Regions from separate parts of the Mus musculus genome. Here all the other regions are linked to region 2. The links are chromatin contacts, called in public promoter capture Hi-C maps. All regions are on one chromosome and are shown on one strand. Each heading gives the region's core, a stretch centred on a gene start, on an enhancer-like site or on the middle of the called end of the contact. The rest is flanking DNA. Distances are from core to core; before and after follow the strand shown.

The links. Promoter capture Hi-C pulls out the DNA fragments that hold promoters and counts their contacts.
Region 1: a promoter capture Hi-C map of second pharyngeal arch cranial neural crest shows a contact between it and region 2, with 2.9 times the contacts expected there. The contact joins the promoter of Tspyl5 here to the enhancer-like site in region 2. A contact is called at or near these places in 12 of 39 promoter capture datasets (the 3T3-L1 cell line, 3T3-L1-derived adipocytes, cranial neural crest and 7 more) and 1 of 9 other capture datasets (adipose tissue).
Region 3: a contact with region 2 is called in a promoter capture Hi-C map of cranial neural crest, with 2.9 times the contacts expected there. The contact joins the promoter of Sdc2 here to the enhancer-like site in region 2. A contact is called at or near these places in 5 of 39 promoter capture datasets (the 3T3-L1 cell line, cranial neural crest, liver and 1 more), 2 of 484 Hi-C or Micro-C datasets (the C2C12 cell line and liver) and 1 of 115 datasets of contacts at active chromatin or transcription factors (embryonic limb bud).

Annotation. Positions count from the first base shown.
Region 1 is chr15:33,686,331-33,690,538 of GRCm38.p6, forward strand. Tspyl5 (testis-specific protein, Y-encoded-like 5) reads right to left here and starts at 1,553. Exons shown (of 1, transcript NM_001085421.1): 1 at 1-1,553. The coding sequence starts at 1,467. The coding sequence ends at 247.
Region 2 is chr15:33,311,628-33,315,384 of GRCm38.p6, forward strand. All of the region lies in intron 4 of Cpq (carboxypeptidase Q), which reads left to right. Among named protein-coding and RNA genes, the nearest start is that of Cpq, 230 kb to the left of the region's middle. Within about 2 kb of position 2,209, at least 4 of the 459 cell types and tissues checked have an H3K27ac peak or open chromatin away from gene starts, as enhancers often do.
Region 3 is chr15:32,919,382-32,923,417 of GRCm38.p6, forward strand. It overlaps Sdc2 (syndecan 2), which reads left to right and starts at 1,342. Exons shown (of 5, transcript NM_008304.2): 1 at 1,342-1,924. The coding sequence starts at 1,865.

The DNA of each region.
Region 1 (4,208 bases), core at 303-2,802, 370 kb after region 2:
TGGATAGTGTAGAGAAAGTCATATATCAGAAGTGATTGATACACAAACAGTGAGAATGTCACACATGCAACACTATTGTGACAAGGTGAGGTCATGGGGAAGCAGAGAATATTATCACAAATGTCACATTCTTGAAGATAAGTCCAAAGTGGCTACCATGTATGGTATGAACAGAAGGCAGACAACCAAACCCACGTGGTCAGCCTAACAGGTCCAGCAAGAGGTGGTAGGGAGATCTGTGTCGGATCAGTTGGGCTGCCTCACTGCAGGTGCAGGGCTCAGTTTTGCTGGACCTGGCCTTTCTTCCTTTCCTTTCTCTCCACGGGCTTCTTCACTGATCAGGTAGTACTGTAGAGGATTGGGCCACAGGTCCTCATTAATTATCTCAACAATCTTGTCAGACTCAATAGAGCTGTGATTTGAAAACCACCCAAAGAAGCTACCATTGTTTTCTGGGTTTTCCTTGCTTAGGGATTGTAGATCATGGCCTGGGAGCCACTGGATTGGAGCTGAACGAGACACCACTTGACCGGATGGACCACAGCCATATTCCTTAATGAGCACCTTGTTTTGGAAATAGGGGTTTCGGCCAAAGTAGAACTTGATTTTGTAGCCCAACCTGGCAAGGCCAAGTTCTTCCACCTCCAGTCTGTTCAAATAGCTCAATACCTCCTTATCTTTGGTATTCAGAAAAGCTGACAGCTGGGGATGGTTCTGAAAAGCTTGCCCCCAGAAGCCCGGAATGCTCTGGATGAGGAGGTTCCGGCGCTCTAAGTGGTGAAGTCGCAACTGGCCAAACTTGCGTGAAAGCCTGAGATATGCCCTGTCAGCCTGTGCATTCATGGTCTCTAGCTTTAGCTGGACCGTCTCTAGGGTATCCATGCTGCCCACTGTCGCGGGAGACCCTGCCCCAGCATGCTTCTCTGTCATCTTTTTTTCCTCCCCCACTGGAGCAGCGGCGCACAACCCCGCAGAGGCCATCTTCGGCTTCCCACTAACTGTGGCCTGAGGTCCCCTCCCCGTGGCGCTCCGAGTATCTGGGGCCTTCCTCCCGGGGACTCGCCGATTTCCAATGCGGGAGCCGCGTCGCAGCTTCGCCAAGGCTCCCACGGTTCCCACGAAGCTGGTGTCGCTGGTCAGGCGCTCGGCGAGGGAACGGGCCCTCTCCAGGTCCGGATCAGGGGCCGCCAGCCCGCGCTCGTCTGCAGCCCGAGCCCGCAACGCCAGGCCGCAGTCCAGCGGGAGGCGGCAGGCCGCCTCTTCCCGCAGCTCGGCTGGTTCGGCGCCTCCTTGAGCTGCGCCGGCCTGCACCTGCGCGGCCGCGGAGTCCTCCCCGAGCCGCGGGCTCTGTGGTGGCTTTTCGTCGTGCCAGGCGTCTTCCGCAGCGGCCCGGACCCGGGCTCTGGCCCGGCCTTTGCCCCGGCCTTTGGCGCGGGAAGACTTTCGACCCCTACTCCGTCCGCTCATGGTGCCAGAGAACAAGGTTTCAAAGCCGCTACCAGCCCAGGGTCTCTACGAAGCTGGCCTCTCCATGGCAACCGTGACGTCACCACGGCAGGACCCACTGCACCCAGTGATTGGCTCCGCTCAGCGGCTGCGTACCAGCCCACCCTCACATGCTACACGCCCTTAGTCTTATTTTGCAGTTAGAAAGTTAGTTTCCACCTGTGCTTGGCCTTGGTAGTGTTGCTGACTCATCTCCTATCATTGATAGCAAGCGTGTCCCCAGGGGTTCATAAGACAGAGCCATTGCTCCTACAGTGACATCGTAAAGGCACCCACTACCGTCTCCATCAATTTTCTAAGTATTTTTCCTCTTCTGTTATTTTCTGTGACATCTCTCATAATTAATTGGTCATCGGCATGTCTGTCTCATTACATAATTATTCTACTGTAAGATTTGTCCCAACGATTCAACTCTAGGGAATGTGAAAGCCAGAACCATAATATTTATGTAAAATGACTTAGAAAGAATAAAAAAGTAACATACAAGGCATTTTACTGAATACTAATTTTACATTATCTCTGTTCTTGAAGGAGGTATTCTTGTTCCCAGTTTCCTGATAAAATGGCAACTGAGGGCTGGTGTTAGTTACATCTCAGTGATAAAACAGTTACTCAGCATGTGGGAAGTCCTGGATTCAGTCCTTAGTGAGGAGGAGGATTCAGTCCTTAGTGAGGAGGAGGAAGAGCAGGTGGAGAGGAGAGGGATACTAAGGAACATTCTGGAGACTATACAGCGAAGGAGAAAAAGGCTTGGCCTAATTATGTTACCATGCTACCATAATCTGTTGGCCCTTTGCAAATGGCTATGGTGACTCCTAAGCTGTTCAGCATGTTAACAAATTCCAAACTCCTTGCCTAGGCACAAATCCTCCAGCTGCCTCAGGTCTACACAGAGTAACGCTGTGAATCCCAGTCCAGAGCCAGAAATAACAGGCCTGAGTCCAAGCTCCTGTAATTGGGATAGGACACACATAGAATAAAAATACCATTCTAGGAGTAGAGAAGGATTTCCAGGTGAGATTTTTGAGACAGAGGGTTTACAGGAGTAGTGAGGGAGGGAGCCCTAGAAATTTTTCATAGCCTACAGAGAATCAGCCAGAAAACCTGTCTGGCACTCCTAAAGAAACCTCATATCCTATAGCAGGGCTACAGCACCATGAGTACTGAGGGAATGCATGACAAATGTGAAGAGAAACTTTCTGAGTGGATCTTCCAGGTTCAAACACCACAACACCCTTGCAGTGAAAAACAGAGAAGTAAGCCTAGCCGTTGGGCAGGATATGGAAGCTTGCTCAAGGTGCACAAGAACTACTAGATCAGCAACTAAATGTTAACAAGCTCTCGGCCAGCTTTTATTTTTATTTATTTTAGATATTTTCTTTATTTACATTTAAAATGTTATACCCTTTCCTTGTTTCCCCCTATCCCATCCCTCCTACCCACCTGCTTACCAGCCCACCCACTCCTGCTTCCCTATTCTGGCATTGAATTCTTCCCTACACTGGGGCATTGAATTTTCACAGGACCAAGGGTCTCTCTTCCCATTGATATGCCACAGGGCCATCCTCGGCTACATATGCAGCTGGAGCCATGGGTCTGTCCATGTATACTCTTTGGTTGGTGGTTTAGTCCCTGGAAACTCTGGGGGTACTGGTTGGTTCATATTGTTGTTCCTCCTATGGGGCTGCAAACCCCTTCAGCTCCTTGGGTACTTTCCCTAGCTCCTTCATTGTGGATCCTGTGCTCAGTCCAATAGTTGGCTGAGAACATCCACCTCTGTGTTTGTCAGGCACTGGCAGAGCCTCTCAGATATATGGAGCTCCTGCCAGCAAGTACTTGTTGGAATCCACAATAGTGTCTAGATTTGGTAACTGTATATGGGATGCATCCCCAGGTGGGGCAGTCTCTGGATTGTCTTTCCTTCAGTCTCTGCTCCATACTTTATCTCTGTATCTCCCTACATGGGCATTTTGCTCCTTAGGCAGCTTTTATACACATTAAATTTTAAGTGTAGAAGCCGGGGTTGGGGAGGTTGCTCTGAAACTAAGTAATAACTGTAACTAACCAATACATGTGAGTTCTAACTTTCTCAAAAGGCCTGCAGTTGCCTGCAAAGCTCCAGCTCTGACAGGTTTCCCCTCTAACCTTCTGTCCTATGCTTTCTCCAATACTCTGGTCTCCTGCCTCAGAACCTTTATTCTGGTGCTTCCTTCAAGTGCTCAGTCTACCACATGTGGTCTGAGGCCCTATACACTTAAATTTCTCACTATTAAAGCCAACACGTGTGAAATGGTCAACTCTTTTCCATTTATGCTTTTTATTTTTTTGTCTCCCATCATACCTATCAACTTCCTACACTCTGCCAGTAGTTTGGGGGTTTTATATATAAACTTTAAAGAATACACATTTTTTTAGTTTGTGTGTGTGTGTGTGTGTGTGTGTGTGTGTGTGTGTGTGTGTGTTAGTGTAATTGTAACAGTGCAGGTGTGGAAGTCAGAAGACAATTTTGGGGAGTAGGCTCTCTTGAGTTTGAGTCTTTCTTATTGTTTTTATTGCTCTGTGTACTCTGTGTCTTTCCAGAGTTTCTGGACATTTCTCCTATCTCTGCCTCCCATCTCACCATAGGCATACTGAGATTGCAGATGCAGTGCAAGACACTGCACAGAGTGTCTGGTATTGTTTGTTTGTTTGTTTGTTTGTTT
Region 2 (3,757 bases), core at 959-3,458:
GTTTGCAGGCTGTTTTGTCTTTCTGAATATAAATATTATCTTGTGCTAAGAGAGAGGACAGACTGAGGCAAGGAGCAAAATGTTGATGGGATGCCTTAGGAGAAAAAGCCCCATTTGTACTTTAGGCAGCCTGAAGTCACTGGGCATTTAAAGTGGATCTGTGATTCACAGCGTTCAGGCCCATGTGTACAGCTGAGCGTTAGTAAGCAGGCCTATAGCTAAGAAAATGGAAGCAGTGTCAGGAAAGAGAATGGTCTGGGAAACATTTTAAAGCTAAAATTGGCAGGAGTTATTGAAATTCAGATACAAAAGAGAAGAAGGAGATGCGGAGGCCATGTGAGAAGGAGGATCTGCACATTCATCCCATAGTCCCACAGGTTCTTTTTCAGCCCTAGCTCTGTGCTGGGTTAAGTCATGGGACTCACAGCTTTTTGAGTGGTATAGTAGAGCCTGACACTTAAACAGCATTGGTGGGTGGGAGGTGTGTTCATGAGCTGTGTGTGTCCCATGAGTGCCATCATTTATCAGTTTGCAGTGCCATGGAGACTAATTGCAGAGACACCATCCTGGCCAACAAGGCTAAGAAAGGCTTTCTGGAGACAGTAAAACTTAAAGATACTAATGTTTCTAGGAATTAGATTGAGGTGGACAGGGTATATTCCAAGAAGAGAAAATAATACATTTGAAAGGACCAAAGATCCTTTCAGGGTGAGATGTGATTTCCTGTAATTTCCAAATCCATCAAAAAAGGAAGCTTGTTTTCATGAAGGTATGCTGTAAAATAACCTAGAAAAAAGGCATGGCCTGTATTGTATGTTTTCCTAAATAAATTATTGAATAGCTAAGCAATCTCTTTGGAAACTGCTCCAACACTGATGTCAAGATTTTCATTGGCTGAATAAACAAGATTCTCATCGAAGAAATTGACCTGCTGGATAAACTTATTGCATACATAATTGAATAGTGAAAGGCAGTCCCTGAATGCACATTTCCCCTTTGTCTGAATGTATCTCATGGTCTGATGGTTTGGAAAATCTCGGACAGTACAGGAGGTTACTCTGCCTGGGTGAGAATATTTTTACCAACATAGGCAGCTGAATAAACGTTCATGAGCAAAGTAATTATTAAAAATATCATGAACATATTAGTTAGAACATGTGTTCCCATCATAACCTTGGATTGGAAGATTTTGGGGGATGGGTTAGAAAGATTTATGCTGTCAAATCCATTCTTTTCTTTTTTGTAAATTTTTATGGCTGAGAACAAGCCAAACTAAATCATGGGAGGAAAAAGACACATGTGGTAAACATGAAACATTTCGTTGTTTATTTTTCAAATCCCTGAAATGTGCTTATGGCCCTGCATGCCCCTGGGCTAAGCTAAATAGCAAATGGAAACAGTTCCAGCTGTTTTTGGTAGATTGCTATCCAGGTAGGCAGAACAAACACTGGGGACTACTCATTCCTGTATTGAAGTCATTCTGGTGTGCCAAATCGGACTTGCAAGCAGTAGGGTCTACTTGTCCACAGGCAGCACATCTTGCCCTGATGAGAGAACAACGTGAAAAAAATAGAGTTATAGAAGAAACACATTCCCAGGGGCACTTAGCACTGAAAGGTGACATTCTAAACTCTTTTCACATATTATCTCTTTAATAAGTAAACTTACTATTTCCATATAAATGTCAAAGGAAACAAAGCATCAAGGGATCACGGGGCTTACCGGCTGACCAGCAGAGCTGGGATTTCAGTTCATGTCTGACCTACGCATTAACCTATATTCTCAGACATTCCTCACCTTATACTTTTTAATTTCTTTCTAGTTCGTAAAATACGCATACCTAAAAATGCCCCCTGTTGTACACTGAATAAAGGAAAATAGAGGCAACCATCAGTATCAGAGGTAGAAAATGCTTATTGAATACTTGCATATGCAGGGCATGAGGATTGGAATCATTCTGAGGCAGAAAAGTTAAAAGATAAAAGAAAGGGGCCTTGTCTAGTAGTAGGTGCTTAATGTAGGCAGCAAGAACTGGAATGAATTCAACCTCCTCTGTAGCACTATGGGCTTGTAGCACTATATCCTGGCTAACTCAGTACTAACTGCTGCATATTTTGTGATTTAACGTACACTTTTATCTATATTTTCCTCAGTCACCGAACAGAGTTGATTATTATGGTTCTCGCTTTCAAGATAAGTAAGCCAAAGAAGGTTCAGGTGGGAATAAAAACTTAAGTCAGATACATGCCCCATAGTAGGAGATAAAAAACACACTTTGTGGAACTGGGGGTATCATGTGTGAAAGCCTGGGTTTGATCTGCAGCATTGCATTAAAAATAAGAGTGGTAGTACTTGGGCTTGAGAGATGGCTCAGAGGCTGTGCTTCCAGAGGTCCTGAGTTCAATCCCCAGCAACCACATGGTGGCTCATAACCATCTATACTGGGACCTGATGCCCCTTTCTAGCATGTAGGCATACATGCAGGCAGAATGCTGTATACCTAAGAGTGGTGATACTTGTAATCCCAGGACACAGGAGAGAGAAAAAGGGCATCAGAATTCAAACTTATTCTTGGTTACTTGACAACTTTAAGGTCAGTCTGAGATACAAGAGACCTTAGCCCCAAGAGGAAAACACAGAGTGTGATTTTTCTATAACTTAATTCAGTCACTGCACATATCTTTGCAGTGTTATATGGCATAGAATAAATACATCAAGAGTATCCAGAAGTAAACCTGAAGTGTAGACATGTAAGTAAGAAATTTAAACAGGACAGTGATGTGATTAAAGTAATGCTGGACCCTCTGAATGTGCCCACAGTGTGTTTTTCTTTTTTCTGAGAGGCAGAGTTGAGTTCCTCTCCCTTACATGTGAAAAGATGTTAGTGACTGGCTTACAATGAATGAGATTAGGCAGAAGTCATGCAAGGTGTCCAAGACTTGAGCAGAAAAGCAATATAGCTTACAAGCAGTGGATTTTTTTTTTCTATACACATTCTGTTTGGTCACTTGCTAAGGTAGATGCCAACCTCCATGGTGAGATGACTTTTAGCCCAGACATAAGAGATCTAAGTGCTAAGAAACTAAAGCCTTCTAGAAGTCTCATATATGAATCAGGAGCACAAGATACTCACAAAAGAATAACTATGTCTGAGATGTCGCAAAAGCTAAGTGGTAAAGATGAGAAATATGAGCAAGAGTTTAATGAATTGGTAAACACTTACTACAAGATGTCTTAGTCAAAGTTGGCTGTGTGCACATATAGATGGGCATGTGCCACAGCTAACACACTTACAAAAATTGCACAATATAGGATAATAAAAAAGTCACACAACTAAAAATGAACAGGATTTTGAGGAATTCATCATGTTACATTGTAATAACCACTGTTTATGTAGTGATTTTGATCCTTATGAATTAGTTTGGAAGATAGGAAATTGATTAAAACATTATTAGAAATCTTTACTTCAAAGCCAAAACCCATAGAATGCTGTCATATGAGGAGTTAGGGCTATTCAGAGCAGTAACATTTCTCTGATTACTTCCCTGTCTGGGTACATGTTTTGAAAACTTTAGCTTAATGTGCAGCCAAGAAAATAAATGAAGAACAGCTGGGTTTTCCCTGGCCCTCACTGCTCCAGTTCTGCTATAAAAAAATCAAGTAGAATATAACATTTTGTAACCAATTAAATGTGTTCCTTGGCATCCTGCTACCCAGATGAGTTTTTAGAAGTAGAAATTCCCAGATTTACTTGTTA
Region 3 (4,036 bases), core at 92-2,591, 390 kb before region 2:
TGTCTGTCTCTGTCTCTGCCTGTCTCTGTCTCTCTGTCTCTGTGTATGTGTGTTTGTGCATGTGTGCGTGTGTGTGTGTGTGTGTGTATGGGTATGTGTTTGTGTGAGAAAATCACAGAGCTTTTTATGGTGTGGCTTGAGGTCTGGAGTAGTATTTACCTACAAAATAGTTATTATGTATTTTTAATTCATCCTACATGATAACAAAATAGTGGCTAATACTGAAATGTCCCTGTCCCTTTATAAATGGACATTACAGAAGAAAATGGGTCCATAATTCATTCAGTTTCTAAATCCAAGAGAACATCGGTGAGCATTAGAAGAGTATGTGCCTGCCTGGTTCTGTAGCACCATACAGCACCGAACTACATGACGCATGCTTTTGCTTTATGTAGGAAATACATACTCATTTTCTTAAAGCCAGAAACTACTTAACCATTCATTCTCTGAAATTCATCTGCTAATATCTAGACTCTCTAATTTTTCATCCTTATCTGTTGCAATTTTACATTTTCCAAAAGTAAAAATATGGAAATCGAACTTAGCTGATGCCTGGGGCAGTGTGTGTGTGTTTGTGTGTGTGTGAGTCAGGAGGCAGGGTACAAACTGTGAGCAGCAGAAATGGTTTGTAAGCCTTTAATGAGTTGTGCTTTGGAGTTGTTGTGTTTTGGGTTTTGTTTTTCTACCTTTTTGAGGGTTGTGGGTTGTGGGTTATAGTTGGGATGGGGGTGGAGGTGGGTCATGGGGGAAAGTTCCAAGGAGAATCTTAACACTAACTTGTTACAATTATTTTTGTCGTTTTTGAATTGCAATCTTCATTATCTGGAGACCTATGGGCACTGTGAATACTTGAAGGGGATGTATAAACTTTCTCATTTTTCTCGACTCTCATCTTTCTATTGACCCAATTTTCACAAGTAAGAAAAGGCTCAATATGCCCATTAAACCTTCATCGAATTTTCTTTAGAAAATTACAGCGAAGAAAAGGAGAAGGAAAGGGAAAGGGAGACAGAAGGGTGGTGGGGAGAGGAGAGGGTGTTGAGAAGGGGAAAGAAGGAGAGAGAAAATGAAAGAGCACTAAGGTTTGCAGAGGCAGGTTCTCAGGACAGCCACAGAGTGGAGCTGCTGGCTCCCACTGGCTCTGGGAGCTGCCAATCCCAGTGTAATCCCGTAAGAATTTCTCCCTGGTTTTATCATGGAGTCCTGGCAACCTCCTTTCCCCCAGTAGCTGGGAGGAACCTTGAGGGCCAGGCTAAGAAGGGAGGGAAGGTAGGGGCGGTTGAAGCGGAGGCTGAGCAGGACCAAGACCAGGACCAGGGAGAGGACACGGAGGGGTGTGGGGTGAGATCGAGGGGGAGGACCCAGGAGGAGGCGGCGCGTAGAAGGAGGGGCGCTGCAGCCAAGCCACCAGTCTAGCTGTAGAGTGCTGTACTCCAGATACTCCTGGAGCTCCAGCCCCTCAGACCGCGCGTCCCCGCCGCCGTTCGCCTTTCGGCATCCTAAACTTGAGCGGCAGCTCGGTTTCAACCCATCGACTGCTTGCTTCAAATCAGACAGCATTGCGACCCAGACACCGGAGTCCGCCGAGTGAAAGCACAACGCTGCCCTGTAGGACCAGACCAAGAAAACAGCCTCGCGAAGCAGCAACTCTGGGTTGGGAGTACAGAAGCCAACAAGTGAGAAGGCGCCGCGTTTCCGGGGCGCAGGGAGAACGCTAGAGCAGGCGCCAGAGAAGACAGCTAGAGCTCGGAATCGGAGCCCAAACCTCTCTCCTGGAGGCGGCTCAGCTTCTTTTTTTTCTAGGCCCTCTTAGGCTTGCTCTGGGCTTCCTTTTATCCGGGTAGGAGCCACATCCCTGGGGAATATGCAGCGCGCGTGGATCCTGCTCACCTTGGGCTTGATGGCCTGTGTGTCCGCAGAGACGGTGAGTGGGCCCAGCCGGGGAAGTGCACTGTTAAGAGTGCCCGGGCAAATAGAAGAGCCAGAGGGTAATTGGGGGATGCTACCTGGGGGATCTGCCAACCCTGAACGTGGGGCTGCCTAGGTTCTACTGAAACAAATGAGCTTGCTTTTCAACCACTTGCCCCTGGGCTCTTCCTTTTCCCTCTTGCACAATTGAGCTGCTACAGGGAGTTACCCAAGCCATGTCTTCAGGGGGTGGGAGCACAAGACTTGGAGGTTAGGGACCCCACAGGTCCTTAAAGTCATTTCCAGCTTTCTGCCTTGGGGGATTTTATGGTGTAGTCTAGGAAGGACAGAGGGCTAAAAGTTGCAGGTTACTAGAGCACCACTGCGGGCCAGGAAAGGATCCAGTAAGCTCTGTGTACTGGACAAACCCCAGGGGTGAGTTGGAAACTTTGGGGAGGATCTGTTCCTCTGCACACATCCCCCTACTCCAGGCTTTGAGCTTGACTGAAGGCAAGTTTAGGGAGATAGGGTCCATATTAAGGAAACCGAGAGTATCAGGAGTGAAAGTTTCTAAAAGTGCATTTGTTTAATGCTCCCTGTGGCTGTGGCAAGGGGCCCACACTAAGTGGAGATGCAGTCGGTGGTCTATTTGGAGGCTCCTGGCTTCATGGAGCTTTTGGGAACAGGCCTGGGCTCTCTGGTTTCTGGGATCTTCCAGGAACGGTCCTTGTGGAGCAAAGCTGTTGGAGAGAGATGGAATTTTTCAAAATGGAAAGATGAGGGTGCTTGTGACATTGCTTTGGCCCTCAGATCCTCTGGCTGCTGGAGGGAATGTAGATTTCTGTCCTGCCAACCTCATACTCCTTTGGATCCATATTCCCATGAACTGTCTTCTTCCACTACTAGCATCCTTTCACCTCTGTGGCCCTGGAAATTTGATTTCTGGTCAGGATTGTGTTTCTGGGGTTGGAGTTTGTTTCTCTGCGTTGCCCAGTGTATGCACTCTTAGGCTCATGACTAGTGTGCCAGCCCCTATCTGGGTCACTACAGGTCTGTTTTGGCAGGTGGAAGTCCAAGCAGCTTCTATTGACATGCAGTCCCAGGGCTGCAGGCTCAATTAAGGAGTGCTCCTCTTTTCTTTACTCTTGTTTCCTATGCCATTCCTTTGGCATCCAGTAAGTTGCCCAATTTGAATTAATAAAAAAGCCTTTAGCTGGGTTGGATAATCTCCCCTTTTTGACCCTTGGACGATTGGTAAACCTTTTGGCATTCAGGAGAATAAGGACATTTGTGATCAGCTATAGGGTGGGGGCACTGCTGTGTGGGCTAGAAGGTCATTGTCCAGAGTTCGAGGGTGGGGTACTTAGAATTGGAAACTGCATAGGATAGGTGGGTATTTGAGTGATTGTGATGTAAAAACACAACTCTGAGTCTTACCAGAATTCTCACAGCAAAAGATGTTTAATCCTTTGAAATTAGCAATCTCTCTTGGCTAGTTCTGAACTTTGGTGTGCTGTAAACTAAATTGGAGCTATTCTGTGTGTATTTCAAAGAAAACAGAACAACTCAAAACAACAGGAACCATTGCATTACATAGCTGTGCAAAACTGGGTAAAGGGACAGCTCAACTGAATTATTGTCCAGAGAGGATCTTGTAAACTGAGCAGAGTTGGGGACCTTTTCTTTGCAGAACCTGGTTCAGAGATTTGCTAGGAGAAAAGCCCTTGGGAGCTTCTGTATGGCTTTGATAGCTTCTTAAGACCTGGTGGGGTTTGCTGTTGTTTGTTTTCCCTCAAATGTGCTTGTCTCCTCTCCCTGCCTTATTTTCCCTGAAATCTCTTATGTTTGGGGCTCTACCATTTTCTCAGTTCAAAACAGAATTGAATGTTTTTCAAAAGAGCAGCTTTATTGGAAAGATTCTGTTTTGAGGCCTTGCACTATCATTCAAAGGGTGATTAAATATTTTTGAAATGTCAACTTGAGAATCCTACATACAGCCTTTGTTGGGCAGTGAGTCAGTCTTTCTCAGTCAAAGCTGTTTCAAAACCCAAACCAGCTAATTGTCCATTTACATTGCTTTCCTGTCTCTATTTGCTTCACCTAAAGTGGCATAAATATACCCAGACTT